2 separate regions of the Triticum aestivum genome follow, and region 2 is linked to region 1. Evidence: chromatin contacts called from public Hi-C data. All regions are on one chromosome and are shown on one strand. The core of a region is the stretch at or near the end of the contact, and the rest is flanking DNA. Distances in the headings are between cores, read along the strand shown. Region 1 holds the start of LOC123175101 (peptidyl-tRNA hydrolase, mitochondrial). Region 2 holds the start of LOC123182914 (AFG1-like ATPase).

Region 1 (5,318 bases), core at 928-3,427:
CTTCAGCTAGTCACTGAGTGCTTGCTTACAAGAAAAAAAAGCACAGGATCAGCGCAGAAGCAAATTTCCACGCATATTGTTCAGTTTGGTATATTTTTGTCAAAAATATGTACAATGCAATATGCAGGTAAAAGTACCACTTCTTGTTCTTCCTTGCTGAATGCACGTAGAACAAAACCGATGGCTCCCATCATTCCAGTTGGCCGTCCAATGCCTGCACAACATTTGGGCGATTTGCATTTTCAGATTCGTCACCTCAATGACAAAGGCGTTAAAGAAGCGATCGTTTGACATACCAACTCTTAGCCGTGGGAAATCACGGCTTTGTTTCAGATGGTGGATGACACTTCTCATCCTGAAATATTAATCATATGTTAAGGTAGAACAAAGGCAAACGATTAAGAAGAAATAACAAAGAACCACGGAACAAAGCAGGATGGGAACAGGTTAAATAAATACCCATTGTGCCCACCATGTCCCCCCTTTGGCAGTAGACGTAGTTTTGCAAAGGGTAAGTCTAGATCATCGTAGATCTAAAAGAATCAAACAACAGTTTGTGAACAACTAGGAACATCAAAACATGTATTGTGAGCTAGCAGACAATATTTACCAGAACGACTTGATTAAGTGGTATCTTGAAATATGAAACCAGCTGGCCGACCTGCATAAGGCAGTCCTATTCAGTAAACAGGGCCTGCTGAAAATAGTGATCTGAAGCTGCATTATTAGAGTTGCTGTACTTACAGACTCACCACTTGCATTCATAAAAGTCTGCGGCTTGGCAAGCATTACAGGGACATCACCAATAAGGCCTATAAATACAAGGCAATAAGATCAACAATGCCGTTTCAGGAATATAAATACTTATCCATGTCCACTGAGAACAAACATTCAAGCATGCGGAAAAAAACTAAGAACTTGCGTTCTAAGGACATAATTCTTGATTACACAAAGATTGCCATGTAGATACTTCTTACAGTACATTAACCAAAGATATAAGCATAGTGCATAAAGGTCATGAAGGAATCGTTTTTCTCAAAAACAGAGTGCAACTACAAATGATGGGTTAACAGTTCACACCCATCTATTAGACTACTACAACGTCCTGGAGTCGGATAATACTCAATAGAAACAGCAAGAACATTTGATTTTGCTTTTTTACAGGAAAGTGCGTCAGGGGGACAGAATGATGAATACCAAGTCTTAACCAACAAGCCTTATTTGGTTGCTTTTTATGTGAACAACTAGCGAAGTAAAAATAAGCAGCCGGAAAACATAATTCAAAAACGGAGCTAGACATAATGTGAGCAGGCCAACATTTAGCTTGTTGCAGTGGTCAGCTATAAATTATATCTCAGATGTATAACTACGCACAGCTGCACTTTTTGTAGATCAATAAGCTTTATGTGGAAATTACCTTTCCCAACCATCGATTTGAATTGCTTAGTGCTGACAGATATCCCCTCAGCTTCTGCAATAGCATCAATCATCTCAAACCCAACCTGTATGCAACAACAGAATGATTACCAACAGCATATAATAGTGATATACTGTAATCCAGACTATAGTTCAACTAATCACATTAATCACGCCGTTAACTGAAAGCCAAGAGTTTGTAGTATCAAGCAACCAAAAAGATAACACCTTTACCCCGGTGAAGAGCTTAGCATCAAGCCTAATTAGCCTTTCCAACCACGCAACATCAACGTTTGTAGACATAGTTAAAATGGCTTTAGAAAACTGTAGTAATTTCTAGCAGCAACTACTAGTAGGATTTATGAATTGCATCATGATTAACTTCGACAGTCGACAGGGGCTACCAGCTGAAAACGCACAGTTCCTTTCAAGATAAGCAAAGCGGGATCCAGATAGCTGGATCGCCGGAATCTTACGTTGTGGCGAGTCCCCTTGTACATCCTGCCGGGGTTACCGAGCCCGACGAACAGCCACGGCTTCTGGGCCGCGCCGCCGCCGGCGCCGGCAGTGGCCGAGGAAGAGGATGACGAGGCGGCGGTGCCGCTTGGGGGGCCGTTCGCCCCCATGCTTCTACGGCTCGAGCGGGCGAAGGAGATGCGCGGGGAGGTGAGGCGGGAGGCGGGGACGCCGGAGAGTAGCCGCATCGCCGCCGTTGTGGTTTCCCCTATAAAACGGACGGGTCCTGGTTGACCCGGGTCCCAATCGTACACGGGATTCCCCTTTGACAAGCTGACCGCTCCGCCTATTGGGTATTGGGCTGGACTTGTGGACCGCTCCACCACCTATTTGGGCCTTTGGGCTGAAGGTCATATAACTCTTACAGCCCGTTTGACTGAAAGAAAAGAAAAAAACTCAGGGCTTGTTTGGTTTGTGACTGATTTTGCCACAGTTTATCACACTATGTTTGTCACACTTGCTTTAACTTCGGTGCTCAAATAGCTAGACACACTTTGGCTTGCCCGGGGGAGTCTTGCTACACTTTTTGTGTGTATGACATGCGGGGTTTGTTTTTCACAAATTATTTTTTGCTTTAGGTGTGGCTAAAACCAGACAAACACCTAACTTGACAAAACTTGTCTAACTTAACAAGTAGCAAAGTGTGGCTAGAAACCAAACAACCCCTCAATGTTACGTTGATCTTCAAATCTATACACTTAGCCCAAGTGGTTTAGCAAACTGCACGTCTTACAACTGTATTTATTCATGTCACTAACATGTTCTTGCTATGTCAAGTGTTATGTTGCTCTTCTCTTTTCTTTCAAATACGCGAAGACATTGCTGGGAAGCATTGGGTTCAAGCTTGACAGAGTACTGTTACTACTCTTTGCACAATTTTGACACCGCTCAAACAACACACCAACATGGTTTGGATATACACATGTATTTCTCCTTATTTCTAGCAGTAACCGATGATTTCCAAAGTAATAGTCAAGAACAGAGCACCCAGAAGGTCTTATACTTTGCTTTGTAATGTAAGGTTAGAAGCTTAAAATTGGATAACTACTATAGTAAGTTTGCTTACATGCTTCCCATGATGTTTGCAGGGCAACAAAGAAGCCACAAGTTCAAACCAATATCTACATGCAAGTTCAAGCCTCTTCGTTCGATACAAAATTTTATTTTTATGGTCCTACATTTGTAATGGCAACTTAGTCTTTTATCTTCCGTACCATGATTAATACAAGCTATGAACCTTCAAAGATCTTGGTTTTCGGCGAGCCCAAATTTCAACCTTTAATTGTCCGCCAAAGATCTTGTCGCCACTACTATCTGCATTTTAGATGATTACATTTTACATATTTGAATGTGTGAATGTGTGAAGATGATGTGTCTAGATAGATCTTCTTGATCTTGATCATTTAAAAAATGCACAATTATTTTTGGGTTGATTACCATTTTTAGATTGTAAATGTGTTAATGTGCATACTGAGATGTGCATGTTCATTATGATTACAATTCAACATAGCAGCCAAACACCACATAGCATTAATCCTCTATTGCTAATAAATAGCTACCTTCCACTACCAATTTTTCCTAAGATATGATGATGCCATGTCATTTGCTGATGTCATCTTTTTTCCCACCGAAAGATTTTTTTTCCTACCGAGCCGCTTCGTTAATTTCCATTGCATCGCTAGCTGTCCTCTTTCTTCCCTCTCCACGCGAGCCTTTTTCCCATCTGTCGGTTCTATATCCGATATATCTCGTAGTAGCGGTCCTAAGTTAGGCGTCTTGGAGCGATGGTAACATGGACACATGATTTTACCTAGGTTCGGGCTCTCTCGAAGAGATAATACCCTACGTCCTGCTTTTGATTGTATTCATATGGGGGATGGTGCAGAGTACATGTATCTACCACGAGATTGTTCTAATGAATAGTAGATACTCTATTAACTAGCATGGCCTCGGTTTATATAACACAGGGGAGGCCTAGGGTTTTAGGAGAATCCTCGGCTTGTGCGCCAAGTCTTGTGGAAACCTCCTTGTATACGGCATGGGCTGCCCGAAGTGGCCCATGAGTGAACCACCATGGGGGTCCTCGGCCCGATCCACCTGGTCGGGAGACGATGTGGCGAGTACCCCCTAGTCCAGGACATTTTCACCATCCATACGATTATTGCAGCCCTAACGTCTCAATTAATCCCCATCTATTGATTTCCACCTCTCTATTCATCTTCTCCACCATCCTCTTCATCTTCCTTCCTATTTGTTCTGTAAAAGATACCAATGGGTTTCTGCTTCCCTCTTCAACCTTCTCCATCATTGAAAGAAGTTGCTTTCTAAGATATCAGGTTTTGCGTATGAAAACCAATTGCTCTCTGTTGCTTTGCTTTCAGCAAACGGAGAAGCGTGGAGGGAGATATGGGTGGTGGTGGTCTGCGACCCCAACCCGGCGACAAGTCCGGCCTTATTGCCATCCTCTCCTGGAAGCCCCTGCCACTCCCAAGGATCTCATCTTCTAACACATCCCCTCACCATCACCGAAACCACCTCCAGGTCCTAATTTCCTTGCCCACACCGGCTGTGGTATGATACGTCTCCAACGTATCTATAATTTTCTGTTGTTCCATGCTATTATATATTCTGTTTTGGATGTTCAATGGGCTTATTTATACACTTTTATATTATTGTTGGGACTAACCTATTAACCAGAGGCCCAACCCAAATTGCTGTTTTTTTTGCCTATTTCAATGTTTCGCAGAAAAGGAATATCAAACGGAGTCCAAACGGAATGAAACCTTTGGGAGCATGATTTTTGGAACAAATGTGATCCAGAGGACTTGGAGTGGACGCCAAGAAATCACCAAGGAGGCCACGAGGCAGGGGGTGCGCGCCTACCCCCTGGGCGCGCCCTCCACCCTCGTGGGCCCCTCGTGGCTCCACCGACCTACTTCTTCCTCCTATATATACCTACGTACCCCAAAACCATCGAGGGGCACCACGAAAACCTAATTCCACCGCCGCAACCTTCTGTACCCGTGAGATCCCATCTTGGGGCCTTTTCCGGCGTCCTGCCGGAGGGGGCATTGATCACGGAGGGCTTCTACATCAACACCATAGCCTCTATGATGATGTGTGAGTAGTTTACCTCAGACCTTCGGGTCCATAGTTATTAGCTAGATGGCTTCTTCTCTCTCTTTGGATCTCAATACAAAGTTCTCCTCGATTCTCTTGGAGATCTATTCGATGTAATCTTCTTTTGCGGTGTGTTTGTCGAGATCCGATGAATTGTGGGTTTATGATCAAGATTATCTATGAACAATATTTGAATCTTCTCTAAATTCTTTTATGTATGATTGGTTATCTTTGCAAGTCTCTTCGAATTATCAGTTTGGTTTGGC
Region 2 (5,066 bases), core at 2,454-4,953, 510 kb after region 1:
TACATGAAACAAAAGTAGCCAACTCTGAATATCTAACTTCCAAGACCTCCAAATGTCGTCCCATAACGACTTCGACTGTTTGAGGAGTAGGTTCCTCATCTCCAATCAAAGATTGGAATTTCTGTTTAAGAACTGTACTGCATTCGCTTCCAATAAAATAGAAACCTTCTCCAGCCTGCTCATAAGATTAAAGATGTCATGAAAGGGAAAACTGAAAAAAAAACACTGATAACTTCCGAAAGTAGGCAACATACTGAACCCAGTTGACGGTAGTCTACTGCAGAGCCAATGGGGTGCGAAATGCACCTTTCCTGCAACAATCCACAAAAATTAACATGAGTACACTAGCAGAGTGAACTTCAGACAGCAGAGAAACTGACAAATAAAACAACACATACTTTCAAGGTGTCAATGAACGGTAAGAAAAGGTTTCGCTGCAAGCCACCTTCGTATAGCTGATCGGGAGCACGATTAGAAGTCGAAACTAGAACCTGAGCACAAATAACCATGCAAATCAATCAATGCTAAATATCAAGGTATTCTTGTGTGAATATAAAGGTTGTTTCAGTGCATAAGAAAATGGAAATGCAGTGGTCACATACAACGCCTTTGCTGAACAGATGTCTGAACAGACGGTTCAATATCATAGCATCAGCAACATCAGTTACCTGTAAAGTATGTATCGGATGTGTTAGGAAACGAGCAGGAAAATTAATACAACTATCACAGTAAGGATACACATACCATAAACTCGTCAAGACATAATATTATGGCTTCATCTGAAATCTCAGCTGCTACCATATCAAGGGGATCTGAAACACCTTTATGCATCTGCATGTAGATGACCGTTTATGAAGAGATCTAGACTGAAGAAGAAAGATGCATATCTCATAACCACAAAAAATACCTGCAGGCGACTATGAACATTCAACATGAAATCGTGAAAGTGAATTCTCTTTTTCCTCCAATTAGCTGGCCTGACAAGAAGCAGTACCGTCAGGATAGCAATGGATTATTGAAGAAATGCATAGAAGGGGAAATATGTGCAAGTACCAAGTTGTTGTCTAGTTAATACCACATAGCAAAAGAACCATAGGAAGATAGGCTACAGTTTATTTTCCAGGCATCTTCATCAGAACTTGACACCATTGGTTCTGTTGATTAATAAAACTACAATGATCACCACTGGTTCCTAACAGTTTGGAAGTTTGAACTTAGACAGTAAATGGAGCCAACAGCTTGTCAACTGCTTCTAGGCATGTCTCAAAATTACTATGACTGTCTATGAAGAGATCAAGACTTCAGTATGTACGACTAAATTCATGAAAGAAAAGAAAATTACTGTTACTACTTGTGTGTATTGGATTCACAAGTCATTTGTCTTAAAAAATGTGAAGAACATTGAAAAATGAATAGAATAACTTTGGCCTGTATAGTTGCATACGAATGTGAACTGTTATATGAACATATTCAGGTAAATCAATCTAATAGAAGAGCACTAAATGTACTTCTGAACTGATACACCGCCATGAATATATCTGGTGACATGTTCAGTACTAATGCACTTTCAAGTTCGTGATTTTGTTATCTTAAAGCAGCACAAAATAAGTCCAAAAATGTTATAATTGATTCACTTACAGTTGCTCATAGAACAGGTCCATAAGCATCGTCTTCCCTGTACCGACCCCTCCATATAGATACAATCCCTTTACTGGTGATTGGGTAGAAGGCTGAGCAATGAGGCGAGACCATAGCCACCTTCTCCTGTCAAACATAAACCACTAGGGTTAGGATCACTCTGATCAGTCCCTTGCTTACTATGTGAATTCACTGCTTTCAGATCACGCTTACCTTCCAGATTTCTCAGATGACTGATATCTATCGAGCTGGCAGGCTTCTTCATTCTCTACAAGATCCTCATAAAGCCTTTGTAATTGCTGAATCGTGTCAACCTGCGTCAATAGGTAAAAGTTCAGAAGAATCGTCAGTAAAACACTCAAGGTAATCATGCAAGAAAAACATTGATCAGGTCCAATTCAACAACCTGAAAGCTATCACCATCTACAAGATCTCCTGATGCAATTCTCTTCTCATATTCCACCATGGGACCACCTCGTGGAACATCTGAGGAAGTAATCAAGTTGATTCAAATGCCTCCAGCAGAAAATAAGAAAGCTTTCGTGCATAAAAAATGTAACAGAAATAAAACCTTTAATCGAATCAGCCGCGGCAGTGGAGAACATGTTCCTCAGTGACTCCACAGCTGGACTCACAAATCTGCCATGTTCATCATCATGGCGCACGGTGCACAGTGAACGGGATGCGGAACCACGCAAGATGAGCACGTTCTGCTGCCTGGTCAGTCTGTTTATTGGTGCGCGCCCCTCTGCATGGTGCCGCGCCAAACGGCGAAGCTGGCGTAGCGAGCGAGCTACCGCTGCTCTCATCTTCCTCGATGTACTTTCTAGGCCAACTCAATCAACGGGCGAAGTTATGGAAGCTGTAACAATCATAGCAGAACAAGAAGCCATTAGAAAACAAATAGGGAGCTTCTCCTAATCAGTGCTGGGCCATGTGGTGGAAGATGCAAACTCCATGTGGGACTGGAATATACAGGGAAAATCTCAAAGTAAACTGATAGGTTGGGAGCATGAAAGGCTACCGCGAAAATGAGACGGAAAGGGTGGCCAGTAATCAAGTGGAATAATGCAACTGCTGCAGGCCGCTTTCCAAGCCCATCCAAGGGATAAAAAAGAAGCCGTGAGCTCTCAGAGTGTCGTGTCAATGGCCTATTGATTCCAAGGAATAAAAAAGAGGCTTTAGGCGTTGCTAATCAGCTGCGTTTGGGTCCAAGGGAAACTCGCATCAATCAACTACACAGTAGGAAATTAATACTACAGCAAGATGAATTATTGGTAATTTTTTTGCGAGGGATAATAATCATGAGTCATCAGGGAATTAAAAGCGAGATATATCATAAAAAAATCCTGGAGCAGGGAGCTGAAGGGTAGAAGAAGCTCCATGAGGGTGGGAGCAGTTAGAAATCCAGAAAATCTGGAGCCCCAACATTTGGGGAGGGGAGCCACCGCGGGCGGAACAGCAGAAGAAAAGGGATTTGTGGCACCTACCCAATGTTTTCGGCGGCGTTCCTGACGGGAGCGGGAACCCCGTCGCCCGCGGCGTGGACGGCTGGTCGGTAGCTGCCTCTCCCCGACCTCCGGCGGCGGCGAACGGCCTTGGCAATCCAATCCAATCGTAGGAGAAGAGAAGAGAAGCGTGAGGACAATAACCAACAGAGACGCGCTAAAAGAGGGAGGCGCAACCAATGGAGGAACCGAGGCCGGACGGCAGAGGAGGAGGAGAAGGCAGTACCGAATCGAAGCCTGGCGGAATCAGGCGGCAGGAACCCGCCGGCGGAGTGGACAGCGACGTCGCCTGGCCGCCGCGTCGGGTCGCCGCGCGGAGAAGAGGATTATTCCTGGCTGGCTGGCTGGCTCTCCTGGGGATGAGGGGGCAAGAGGATGGGAAGTGGGGCGGCTGCGAGGCTCCAAGTCTCCGGCGACGAGGAGAAAAGAAACAGGCAAAGGGGATCGGGAACGGGATGAGAAACGTGAGCTGGAATTGAGTTGGTGCTCCGCCGCGTGTTGTGTTTTGTTGCTTGGGACAATGAATGAATGAATTGAATAGAATTAGTCGTCCCAACCGTGTTGGACTCGTCCTCGTCACCTCCTCGTGGCAGGACGTGTGCCGGCGGCACACTACTCGGCTTCTTCTTTCGCTTGCGTCACGGACGAGATTAACCCGATCTTGGATTTTTTTTCTCTCTATACTAGCAACTCCAACGGGGCGACCCATTTCATTCGCTGGCATCCGTTTGGGTCGGCGCGGACACAAAAGTCGGTCCAACGCGCCGACCCGAACGGACGCACGTCTGCTTTTCGTCCGCGAGCGACTCAATCCCGGCCTATTTTTGAGCCACGAGACAGACGCGCTCGCCTTCTCCTCCCCCAGGCCCGCTGGTCGGTGGCACATTGACCTCCCCCTCATCCAACAGCAACCCTCGCCCGCCTCCTTCGTCACCGACGCCGCGGCCCATTTTTTCCTGCGACTCTGACAGCTGTCGGCGCCTCAACATCCGCTCAGCAACGCTGCCAACTCCCACGTCGCCTGCCACCGCCGTCTTGCCGCCGGGGAGCCGATTGCTTCCAACCCCCGCTCCCCCCCCCCGACACAGCTGTGACCGCGACCAAGAAGCCGCCTCGCCGCCCCAGCCAGATCCTATTGTGAAGACAATCCCCAACCCTGTCGGAGAGAAGAGGAAAAGATTTGCCCAAGAGCAAGAGAGTGCTAGGAAGGATGTCGAGCGTGCCTTTGGTGTTTTGCAACCTCGATGGGGCATCGTCCGGTATCCTGCTAATACCTAAAGCACGCAGAAACTGTGGGAGATGATGACTGCTTGTGTGATCACGCACAACATGATCGTAGAAGACGAGCGCCCGGAACGTCTGTACGATCAAGGATTTCAGTTTCAGGGTGACAATGTTGTGCCTGAGCATGCAGGAGCGGCAACGTTTGAACAGTTCGCCCAATTTCGTCATGACATGCGTGATTGGAAAACTCACGTGCAACTGCAAAATGATTTGATTGAGCATATGTGGGCTCATGTTGGCAACCAATAGATATGTCTTCTTTATCCAACTTGCAAAACTATGTGAGACATTTTTATTTTTATTGGGCTTGTAAAACTATGCTATTTTATTCGGTTCAAACTATGTTATTTGGCTATATGTTTAAATGCAAAATTAATGCGAAAATGAGCTATTCGTTGAAATAGGGCGGCCAGCCGGCCACGCCGGCACATATGGGTCGACACGTTAGGCGCGCTGCCGACCCATATCTAAAACAAAGCGGACGCCGAGCAGGCGGCTGACCCAAACGGACAAAAAGCGGAAGAAATCGCCGTCCATTTTGATTGGCCCGTTGGAGTTGCTCTCAGACCAGTCTGTGAGCATTGATGCCCAAGACGCTAAACGGCCGGATTTTCATATAAACCGAAAAAAAATCAT

Evidence for each region. Hi-C and Micro-C count contacts between places; a contact is called where the count stands out from the background.
Region 2: a contact with region 1 is called in a Hi-C map of leaf, with 3 times the contacts expected there. The contact joins the promoter of LOC123182914 here to the promoter of LOC123175101 in region 1. A contact is called at or near these places in 3 of 5 Hi-C or Micro-C datasets (all in leaf).

Annotation. Positions count from the first base shown.
Region 1 is chr1D:457,064,586-457,069,903 of IWGSC CS RefSeq v2.1, forward strand. It overlaps LOC123175101 (peptidyl-tRNA hydrolase, mitochondrial), which reads right to left and starts at 2,178. Exons shown (of 8, transcript XM_044590142.1): 1 at 1,893-2,178; 2 at 1,418-1,502; 3 at 745-812; 4 at 611-661; 5 at 460-533; 6 at 297-355; 7 at 138-214. The coding sequence starts at 2,120.
Region 2 is chr1D:457,573,286-457,578,351 of IWGSC CS RefSeq v2.1, forward strand. It overlaps LOC123182914 (AFG1-like ATPase), which reads right to left and starts at 3,704. Exons shown (of 16, transcript XM_044595587.1): 1 at 3,373-3,704; 2 at 3,129-3,235; 3 at 2,210-2,500; 4 at 2,045-2,124; 5 at 1,852-1,952; 6 at 1,639-1,764; 7 at 908-977; 8 at 745-831; 9 at 603-668; 10 at 399-491; 11 at 255-311; 12 at 47-175. The coding sequence starts at 2,447.